Linked DNA regions of Danio rerio: region 2 is linked to region 1. Evidence: chromatin contacts called from public Hi-C data. All regions are on one chromosome and are shown on one strand. The core of a region is the stretch at or near the end of the contact, and the rest is flanking DNA. Distances in the headings are between cores, read along the strand shown. Region 1 holds the start of pwwp2a (PWWP domain containing 2A). Region 2 holds the start of hnrnph1l (heterogeneous nuclear ribonucleoprotein H1, like).

Region 1 (4,612 bases), core at 1,554-4,053:
ATTCTCTCAAAATAATTTCCAGCTGGTGAAATGTTTGTTTCTGAACAATGTTGCTGCACAGGTTCTTCAGGACACATTTCCTACAAAGCATCATCACAAGAATGTTTCATGTTCACTTCTCTCAAGGCATGAACTGAACAGGGAGACAGAAGATCCACCGCAGCCCGCATGGATGGCACTGTAAATTGGCTTCAGCTATGATTCATGCCTGACACCGAAAGAAAAATGTGTGAATGAGGGTGCTGAAACAGACAAACTGTGGGAGCAATTTGTAGGGTGTTAATCACCAGTATAACACTGTTTCCCCTCCTGGTTAGCTTATATTGAGCATTTATACCTAGTTACATGTCAGTATTTGGGTATCTGACTCAAAAATTCAAGATGTTTTTTGCTGTTATCAATTTTGATGCTGTTTTAGGATTATTTTTGACCAATGTATTGTTATGACATGGAATAAGTTGTAAAATGTATTTGTCAGCATGGTTTAAAAAAAAAAAGACACCAACAAAAATGTCAAGCTAATAATTGATATAGCTACAAGGCTATTATTAACAGGGTCTCTAAACAGGTTTTATGAAGGCATATTGGAGAACATTTTATAGAACAGTTTGAGAACACATGAGCAAATAACATCAATGTTGTCTAAATACAGAATTGTGGAGAAAGGACAATGAGTTGTTGAACTTAAGGATTGAATAACTACAGTCAGACTATTACATGTGGAATTATGAGTAAAATAATAGGACAAGCCCAGACTCAAAAAAATGTCTGCAGAATTGTTGCAAACAGATTATGTGTTGAATTTAAACAAACTAATTAAATTTAGGAATGTTCAACTTAATTTTTTTGTTTAAATTCAGCCCAAATAAATTAGTAAATGTATTCGTTAAATAAAGGAATCATCTTTGAATCATTTTTTCAGCGTAGTTATCGGTGAAATGGATCAAAACAGGAATATCTGCCAACTTAATTCAAACAATTTTTACAGCATTGACATTTGTTCTACCTTTAAATAAAAACCAGGTTAGGAAATGTCTTATGTTTAGATCATGTAAAGGCCTTAACAGTGTAAGACCAAAGTCTTCAGAACTTACTGAAAGCTGGCATTTAGATCCATAATCATTTACAAAAACATTAAGACTCCTTTTAAGGATAACAATTCAAACCCAAAATACTAACTATTGACATTTTAAACCTTTTTTAATGTCAGAATTAGCCTTCTAACCTTCAGCTTTCATCCTTTATCAACAAGATTTTAATCTTGTAAGACATATTATTTAGTTTGCCATTCCTTTATATATTTTAAAGAGTGCAGTTAATTTTTTTCCCTAAGCCTGTCTAGGGTAAGTTTTGTGTATTTGGGTTTGAATTATTGTAATATCTTGAAAAAAAAACTCAATAAAGACATGTTATAGAAAAAAGTGCAATGTACAATGCCCATGCTGTTTCATTTTATATAAAATACATGCTATGCTGAACATTATTTGACCTATATTTTGACAGAACTACAGCAGAGTTTAATTAATATTATCCTGCACATCTCCCTGAATGTAAATACAATTTTTGACATCAAAACATAAGGAAACATTTAATTAAAAACAATAAGTGTGAACTCAACACTGCAAAATATACTGGCAAACCAAAACAATTGCTACACTAAATTGTTGCAGAACCCAACTTTGGGAAGTACTCGGGATGTACAAGGGGACACAGCATCTTTTCTCTTGCTTAAACACAGTGTTTACCTTCTCGAGAGGTCCATGAGCACCCCGGAGAAGATCTTCTCGCCTAATCGGAACGACACCACTAGCGCGTCGTCGATGATGTGGTCCAGCGTCACTCGGACCTCCGAACCCAGCACCAGACGCTCATCTCCCTCGGGCTCCGCTACACACAGAACCGGGGCTTTGGTGTCCGTGTCTGGTTCGCTGAGCTCCGTCTTGAAGCTCTGCTGATGGAGAGGATGTGAGCTCATCTCCACCGATGAGATGAGTGACCGGTCCACTGCCGCTGCGAGTTCGGGAGAGTCCTTGCTGGAAACTGTGGAGAAGTCACTAATGCAGCTCTGACCCACCGACTCCCCCAGCGAGGTCTCCTCCGCGGTGGACAGGGAATCCAGGGGATCGGACGGGTGCGGGATGTCATGGAAAGCATCCTCGTGAGCTTTGAGTTCCGACCCGGCCGGAGCATCATTCGCGGGCTCGGGCTCCGGGTCCTGCTGCGTAAAGCCGATCAGTTCACACTCCAGATCGGCGGGATGGCTCGACAGCGGGTCGTATTCGACAGCCGGAGACAGTCCGGTTTCAGGCTCCGAAGGGACCTGAGAGGGGAGGGAATGCAAGAAGACCACAGAGGGCTGCGAGTCGGAGATGGGGAGCAGTTGGCAGGGGCTTGAGTCGAAAGGACTGACCTCGTTTGCTGCCTCCACCTTCGGCGAGAAGGCTTCCCCGTAGTCGGAAACGTCCGTACATCTGTAGTCTATGAGCACGGGCTGCTCGACGGTGTCCAGGCGGCCCCAAGAGCCCCCCGACTCGGAGCGTTCGCCGTCCGCATGGGCAGCGAGGGCTTTTCCCGCGGCTTGAAGGTCCGGCCTTCTGATTTCCATTTGGACCTGGCTGCATTCCTGAACTGCATCCACATCCTCGGGTTGGTGACAAAGCTCCATTTCCGGGACGGAGCGGGCCTCTAGCTCGACCACATGTTCACCTGGCTCGGGCTCGTATTCCACCCCGTCCCCCGCTGTTGTTGATGCCGCAGCAGCTCCTGGCTCCGCAGCCACGGCCGCCATTTTCTTTCCGCTCTGCAACTACTACTTGGCCCTCTCCTCCTGATAAGATTAGGACCCGCCTACTCACAACTACCGACACTTGCAATTGGCTCCCTCATCGTGCGCTTGTTGGCAATTGGCTCAGTTCTGTGTCGATCATAGGAAATCCCTGGAAACACTTTTGCGATTGGCTTCTATTATGTCAATATACTTTATTATGAGGATGCAACTTTGGCGCCACCAGGGGCGATGTTGAGTTGTATATTTACCTCATTGTTTCTTGGTTTGATTATTTCTTAGTGTTGTCAATTACTGTTTACAAACGGAGAGCTAAAACTATTAAAATGATTGTTTATCCAACAATTTACGTTTCCCTGCTAATTTAGGCTAGACTCAGGACATTATGTATGTAGCCTAAATACCTTTTGCTTCAGTAAAAAAAATAAATAAAGAGAATTCACAATGCAGGAGAATGACTCAAAACCATATTACAGAGCAAAACTGAAATGAATTTTGTGGAAAAAAGAAAAATGTGCTCAGGACTGCTTACAAAGGCTGTGGATTAATGAATAATGTTGCAAATAAGGGCAACACTGTGGCACAGTATAGCGCTGTCGCCTTGGAGCAAGAAGGTCACTGGTTTGATCCTCAGCTAGGTCAGTTGACATTTCTGTGTGGAGTTTGCATGTTCTTGTGTGTTTCCTCTGGGTGCTCCTGTTTCCCTCACAAGTCCAAAGAGATGTGCTATAGGTGAATTGGGAAAGCTAAATTGGCTCTGTATGTATGTTGGGTTAAAGCTGGAAGGGCATCCGCTGTGTCAAACATATGCTGGATAAGTTGGCAGTTCCTTCCTCTATCGCGACCACAGATTAATAAAGGGACTAAGCTGAAAAGAAAATGAATGACTGAATAAATGTCGCAAATATATAATGTGCATTTTCTTGCACTGATATTTCTTCATAAACCATCATTTAATTATCTGCTATGGGCATGAATTTTATTTTCCTTGTATTTGGTTTAGTTTTTATGATCCTCAATCTGCATGTAGCTTTAGCTAAAATGCTCGATTACGTTCTACTGAGTGGTTTGAGAGTAAGTAACATTAAATTAACTTTTCATTTTTCTGTGGAGCTAACCTTTAAAAGATCATACACTAATTGAAATAAAATTGAAACAAAAATCTAAATACACACAACTTGAATTGTATGTTGCCTTTATTATGGAAATTAATGGTTTTAAGATATTAGTTTAAGAGTAAAAGCTATTTCAAAATAATAAAAATGCTGCTTTGAAATAATAGTAAAATATCTCTGTTGCCCACTTACGGGATAAATCTTACTTCAACATTTCCTCCGGATTTTGACACATTTGATGTATCATTAACAGAGATGGGTGTAACGTGTTTCACAGTGTTACTGTAATCTAATTACATTTTTGAGAAATGCAATAATGTAACGAATTACATCTTCCATGTATGTAATTTGATTACAGTTATTAAAGTCAATGTAACTGCGTTACTTGCGTTACAAATATAATATTTAGAAGAATCAAATGCTTCTTTTAAATCACGTTTTCTGCTGCAGCGTCAGTTAATAATCATGCGCTTTTAAATTGCAGGAGAATGCCAGCAGAAATAGCTGCTGTCGAGAGTGCCTGCTTCTTCAAGTGGAAATACAGACAATACTTTGATTTCATTGAGCGTAAAAACAAAAATATTATTGTGTATGTCCAGTCTAAAGAACTTTCGACTGCTTTTAACTCGACCAGTAACTTGTTCAAGCATTTGAACAGAAAGTCTTCTGATACTCGTCACCAATCTGATTACTTTTGACATGAAGTAATTAG
Region 2 (4,612 bases), core at 1,088-3,587, 150 kb after region 1:
ACTGAAAAAAATCAAACTGAGCTTTGTCGTGTTAGCTGGATCTGAGCCAGGAAAAGACGTGTCATTACAATTATGCGGGGTTTTCCTGCCGAATGCTTATTTTATGTTTAGACATGTAAATACACACAAATATTAGTAAAACAAGACATTTCGATCTTGTAAAACACAAGGAAATCTATGGAAGTCTTACAATGCATTCAAATATAATTTGCAGATGTGTATTTTCCATATCAGATAACTGGTGAATTTATATGCTGAGTCCTGCGTGTTCTGCTTTTATGAATGAGACAAACGCGCAGCCGCAAGTAAATAAAAAAGAAGAAGAAATGGCGACTCCCATTTCACTTTATAGATCTCGATCACTTTCACGTTTATGTGATGTTGCATTAAAATGGAAAATAAATCCATTAACAGAATACATCTGTCACACATCTGCTATTGAGGCAGCAGTGTGTCACGTGACAAGCACAACGCATCGCCATGGAAACATTAAGGGGTAATGTTCTAAAACAATAACAAAACTCACTCCCAGGGCCAGATAAAATCTTTTAAACTCAGCGAAAGGGTCAATAACAGTAGTAAAGCAGCGGTGGTATAGTTACTATGCATTGCAACACTAAGGACACGTTTTTATTCACTCACCTTTTTTTGTATCATTCTTTTTTTCATCTGTAGTCATGTATAGCTGCACTGCAAAAACGCTTTTCTTTCTTAGTCATTTCGTCTCGTTTCGAGTCCAAATATCTAAAACATCTTAAATCAAGACTAGACAAGAAAAATGGCATGAGAAAATTAAGTGATGCTTAAAACTTCTGTGAGATTAGATCTCATTAGGATTATTTTTCTTACCCCATTGGCAAATAATTTAGCTTGTTTTAAACAAACAATCACATAATTGAGATGTTTTGTTTTTTATTCAGAAAACAAGACAATTTTTTATGCTATTTTATGTGTCTAGTATGTATCTTGGTTTAAAAATATTTAGATATTTGGACTGAACACAGGAAATACTTCGTTTTTTTATTTTATTATTATTATAACAGCTCAGGGATGAGCTTTTTTGAATAAAGGGTAGAAATGGAAAACAATCGTTTTTCAACAATTGTTTTCCATTTCAACTGTATTTTATGAAATTTCAAAGGGTTTCCTTTCAAATGATACCAAACTTTCGTATTTACACCTCTGCATGTGGGTATGGGAAGCTTTTTAAATCGGAAGGCCAAATTCAGGCGGAATTACCCCAAATAGCCCCAGAGCTTAACTGGTTAAACTAAAGTGTTACCCAAATATCTTTAGCTAATTTACAGTAACACAGACCCAAATGTGGGCGAGCAACATTAATCCAGTTTCAGTGTCATGTATTCTTTTAATTTTAACTATTTTACCTTTCATTTTTTATTTATTAGATGAAACAGAACAATATTTATTTCATTATTTTCATATTCAACCAACACTATCTAAAAGCCTGTGTACTGTAATGTTTATAAAACTCCTCTGTAAGCCATACCTTCTACATATCTATGGCCCATTGACTCCCTGTCTTTCTTGACCGCGATCTTCAGGTCGTCCTCTGACTCCAGCTCCACAAAAGCTTCTCCACTCGGTCTGCCTTCTCGTGTGTATGTGAAGTGGATGGCTGATCCATTGCTGGAAATTTTACAGCCTAAAAAACAAAAGTGAAAGAAAAAAGTGGTTTCGTTCATTTTTAGCCACGATTAATTACCCCAAGCAGAAGTATGATATTCGTAGACTCCACATTATCACCTGAAAAAAACCTGGATACTTCTTCTGCAGAGCAAGACCAAGGCAGACCCCGAACACGAACAACAAATCCTTCATCGTCGGCCATGATAACACAATCAATCTGTTTTCAAGCTTAAGAAAAAAAGAAAGAGATTTTTTAACCACAGCGCTGATCCAGGAAACAATCTCGTCCATGAGTGAGTCACGTGGACTGTTTATTGCCTTTATGTAGCTAAATGCTTTATCTCACTCAATATAAGTTTTAAATGTTTAGCATCATTAAAATAACCCACTAATAATGTTTATGATGAAACAAAACATCAACTGTGGCCCTCTTATGCAGGCAGATCAACGGCTAGTACGGAAACAAAGAGCGCACGGAGGCCTCCGCAGGCCGGCGGCTTCACAACAAACACTCCTTTAACGTAGCCGGAAATTAAACATATAGATCAGTTGAAAAAAACGTACATTGTGAATACGATTCATTAAAAAATAAACGATGAAAACTTTACCTTGGTATAATTAGTATTTTCGCTTCTCGGCGTGATCACGTTTGAACGTTTCTCTGCTTCTCATTCAGCGCAGACTCATGATCACTTCCGCTGAGAGTCCACGCCCACTTCCGTGTCAGGATTTAACGCGTCTCTTCTGAAGATTAAAATTGGGGGTTTATTTTGCTCATTAAAATGGATGTACTTTACTTGTCTGCGGCAGAATGATATAAAACAGTCATAAATTGCTATTTTCAGTTTAAATAATTTTGCATTCGATCTGCAATTTTCTACAATTGACTGAATTTGCTGTCATTTCAAAGGTTTGAATGTTACCCTATGGAGGACGAAACCTGCAAAACAATAAATAAATAAATACGCAACTATATAAATAAATGAGTAAATAAATCCATAAATTCCTGCATAAATAAAATAATAAATAAATAAAATAATGTTTATGCATTTGATTTTTTGAATGGCTTCTGATGACTGAAAGACAGCCTATTATTAGCTATGGAGGAATAAAACAATTTACCATTATTTAATATTAAATAATATTAATATTTATTTAATAGTAAATAAATTACACGAATGTTGGGGGGGAAAGAAAATGCTAAATCAATATTAATTATATTCCAGAGAATTATAAATGCATAGCAAGCATGATTTGACAAAACAGCTCCAGAATCTCTCCCAGTTCAGTGCTGGATTCGGTTAAAATCTCCTCAAAGCAGAAGCTGTGAGCTACAACCTGTAAGTGTTTTTGTTAAAATTGATCATGACATGTACAGTGTCTAGCGTTAACGGTATGCTGTAGCAATGATGTAAACAATGGGAAATGCAGCTTTGCAGACAAATGATTGAGCTACAAATTCATGTTTATCAGTCAAATTGCTGTAAACACACACACACACACACACTCCACCAGCACGTTCGTGTCTCTATGTGTGTGCGCGACTGCATTGATTGTCTTCAGGCGGCTTTGCCATGCGTTTCACATCTTAGATAAAGAAGTCACAAAAGATATGTGAGTGATTCATATTATTTACACCTGCATATTCCGGATATATATGAAAGACGTCGTGTAATGCATAGAGTTAAAAAAATACAGAATAGCTCACCTGACTCGTGGTAGCAGCAGAAAAATAATAAGGCTCACACAGATAGCATCCCACATCTTGTGCTTTATTTTTCTGTCACAATATATTACAGAAAATAACTTCATCTGAGCATCAGAGAAAAAAGAAAAAAAAACTCCCGCGCACATGCGCTTGTTAAAGAAAGTTCACACATTCACACACACACACACACACACACACACACACACACACATAGATGCACACACATAGACAAACAATGGCACCCCGTTTTCACTCCTTACAGACACTTGTCAGATTTTAATATAGAGAGCAGGCAGGAGGTTGACTGATTGTTTAAACAGCAGAAAAGCACGTACTTTTACAGGCGTGACGTGGAGCCGATCCGCGAATAGCAGCACATTATGACTATGACCAATCAGAGTCACTTAAGGGCGGGCCTTTCAGAGGAACTAGGAAATTTGACAGTCGTTTTCATGTTAGCTGAATAGCTGTGTATAATCAAAGTGACATATATGAAAAAATAACGCGATTTCCTTCAAGTGAAACATGAACACACATTGCTTTGCATCTTATAAACACAGCCAAGTTTTAAAATTACATTCTGGACCACCTCTTTAATGTAAATACATCTTTCAGATTGCTCAAGGCAAATGTTCTCTCTCATGATTTTTTTCAGAAAAATGTACGCATACCTGATTTTCCGCCACCAATCAGCGAAATCAAGCCGACACGTCTTGGGGCCATGTGCAGAGGCAGAGCACCTTGAAAGCAGGAAGTCTGGAAGGGCCAAACCCAAGGAAGAGGTGCTGGCAGAGACCATTGCTTTTGTCAGCAGCAATGGTGGAGCCCCCAGTGACCAGTTTTTAGTACTGTCTCACTGCAAAATTCAGTTTGGCAAGTACCAGGGCCAGAGATTTACATGGCTTCTAGAGCATGCACTGGGGTAAGCGGTGTACCTGGAGCTCAGCATTTCAGATGAGAAGCTGCAGACAATATCCTTGTCAGAAAACAAACACCTGTTTCTTCAGTACACTTCCTCCATCAGGGAGACAGCAGAAAAAGTAGAGAGGTACTAGAGGAAACAGGAAATGCAAGCAGAAGCCAAGCAAAGAGCTTAGAATGACCAAGAGGCGACACTCAATAGAACGTTCCATAGCAACATCAGTGCCCAGCAACAGCCCCGCGATTCCACCATTTTAGAGTGAAAGCGATCGGCCGTCCATTGGATCTTATTGCTGTCACGATGGCAAGCAGCTGCTTTGTTTTTTTATTTATCCA

Evidence for each region. Hi-C and Micro-C count contacts between places; a contact is called where the count stands out from the background.
Region 2: a contact with region 1 is called in a Hi-C map of hematopoietic stem cells, with 3 times the contacts expected there. The contact joins the promoter of hnrnph1l here to the promoter of pwwp2a in region 1. A contact is called at or near these places in 5 of 18 Hi-C or Micro-C datasets (caudal fin, embryo, gastrula embryo and 1 more) and 2 of 4 datasets of contacts at active chromatin or transcription factors (embryo and gastrula embryo).

The regions. Positions count from the first base shown.
Region 1 is chr21:32,682,259-32,686,870 of GRCz12tu, forward strand. It overlaps pwwp2a (PWWP domain containing 2A), which reads right to left and starts at 2,804. Exons shown (of 4, transcript XM_073935989.1): 1 at 2,411-2,804; 2 at 1,746-2,320. The coding sequence starts at 2,788.
Region 2 is chr21:32,831,958-32,836,569 of GRCz12tu, forward strand. hnrnph1l (heterogeneous nuclear ribonucleoprotein H1, like) reads right to left here and starts at 2,338. Exons shown (of 11, transcript NM_212589.2): 1 at 2,256-2,338; 2 at 1,765-1,875; 3 at 1,508-1,663. The coding sequence starts at 1,849.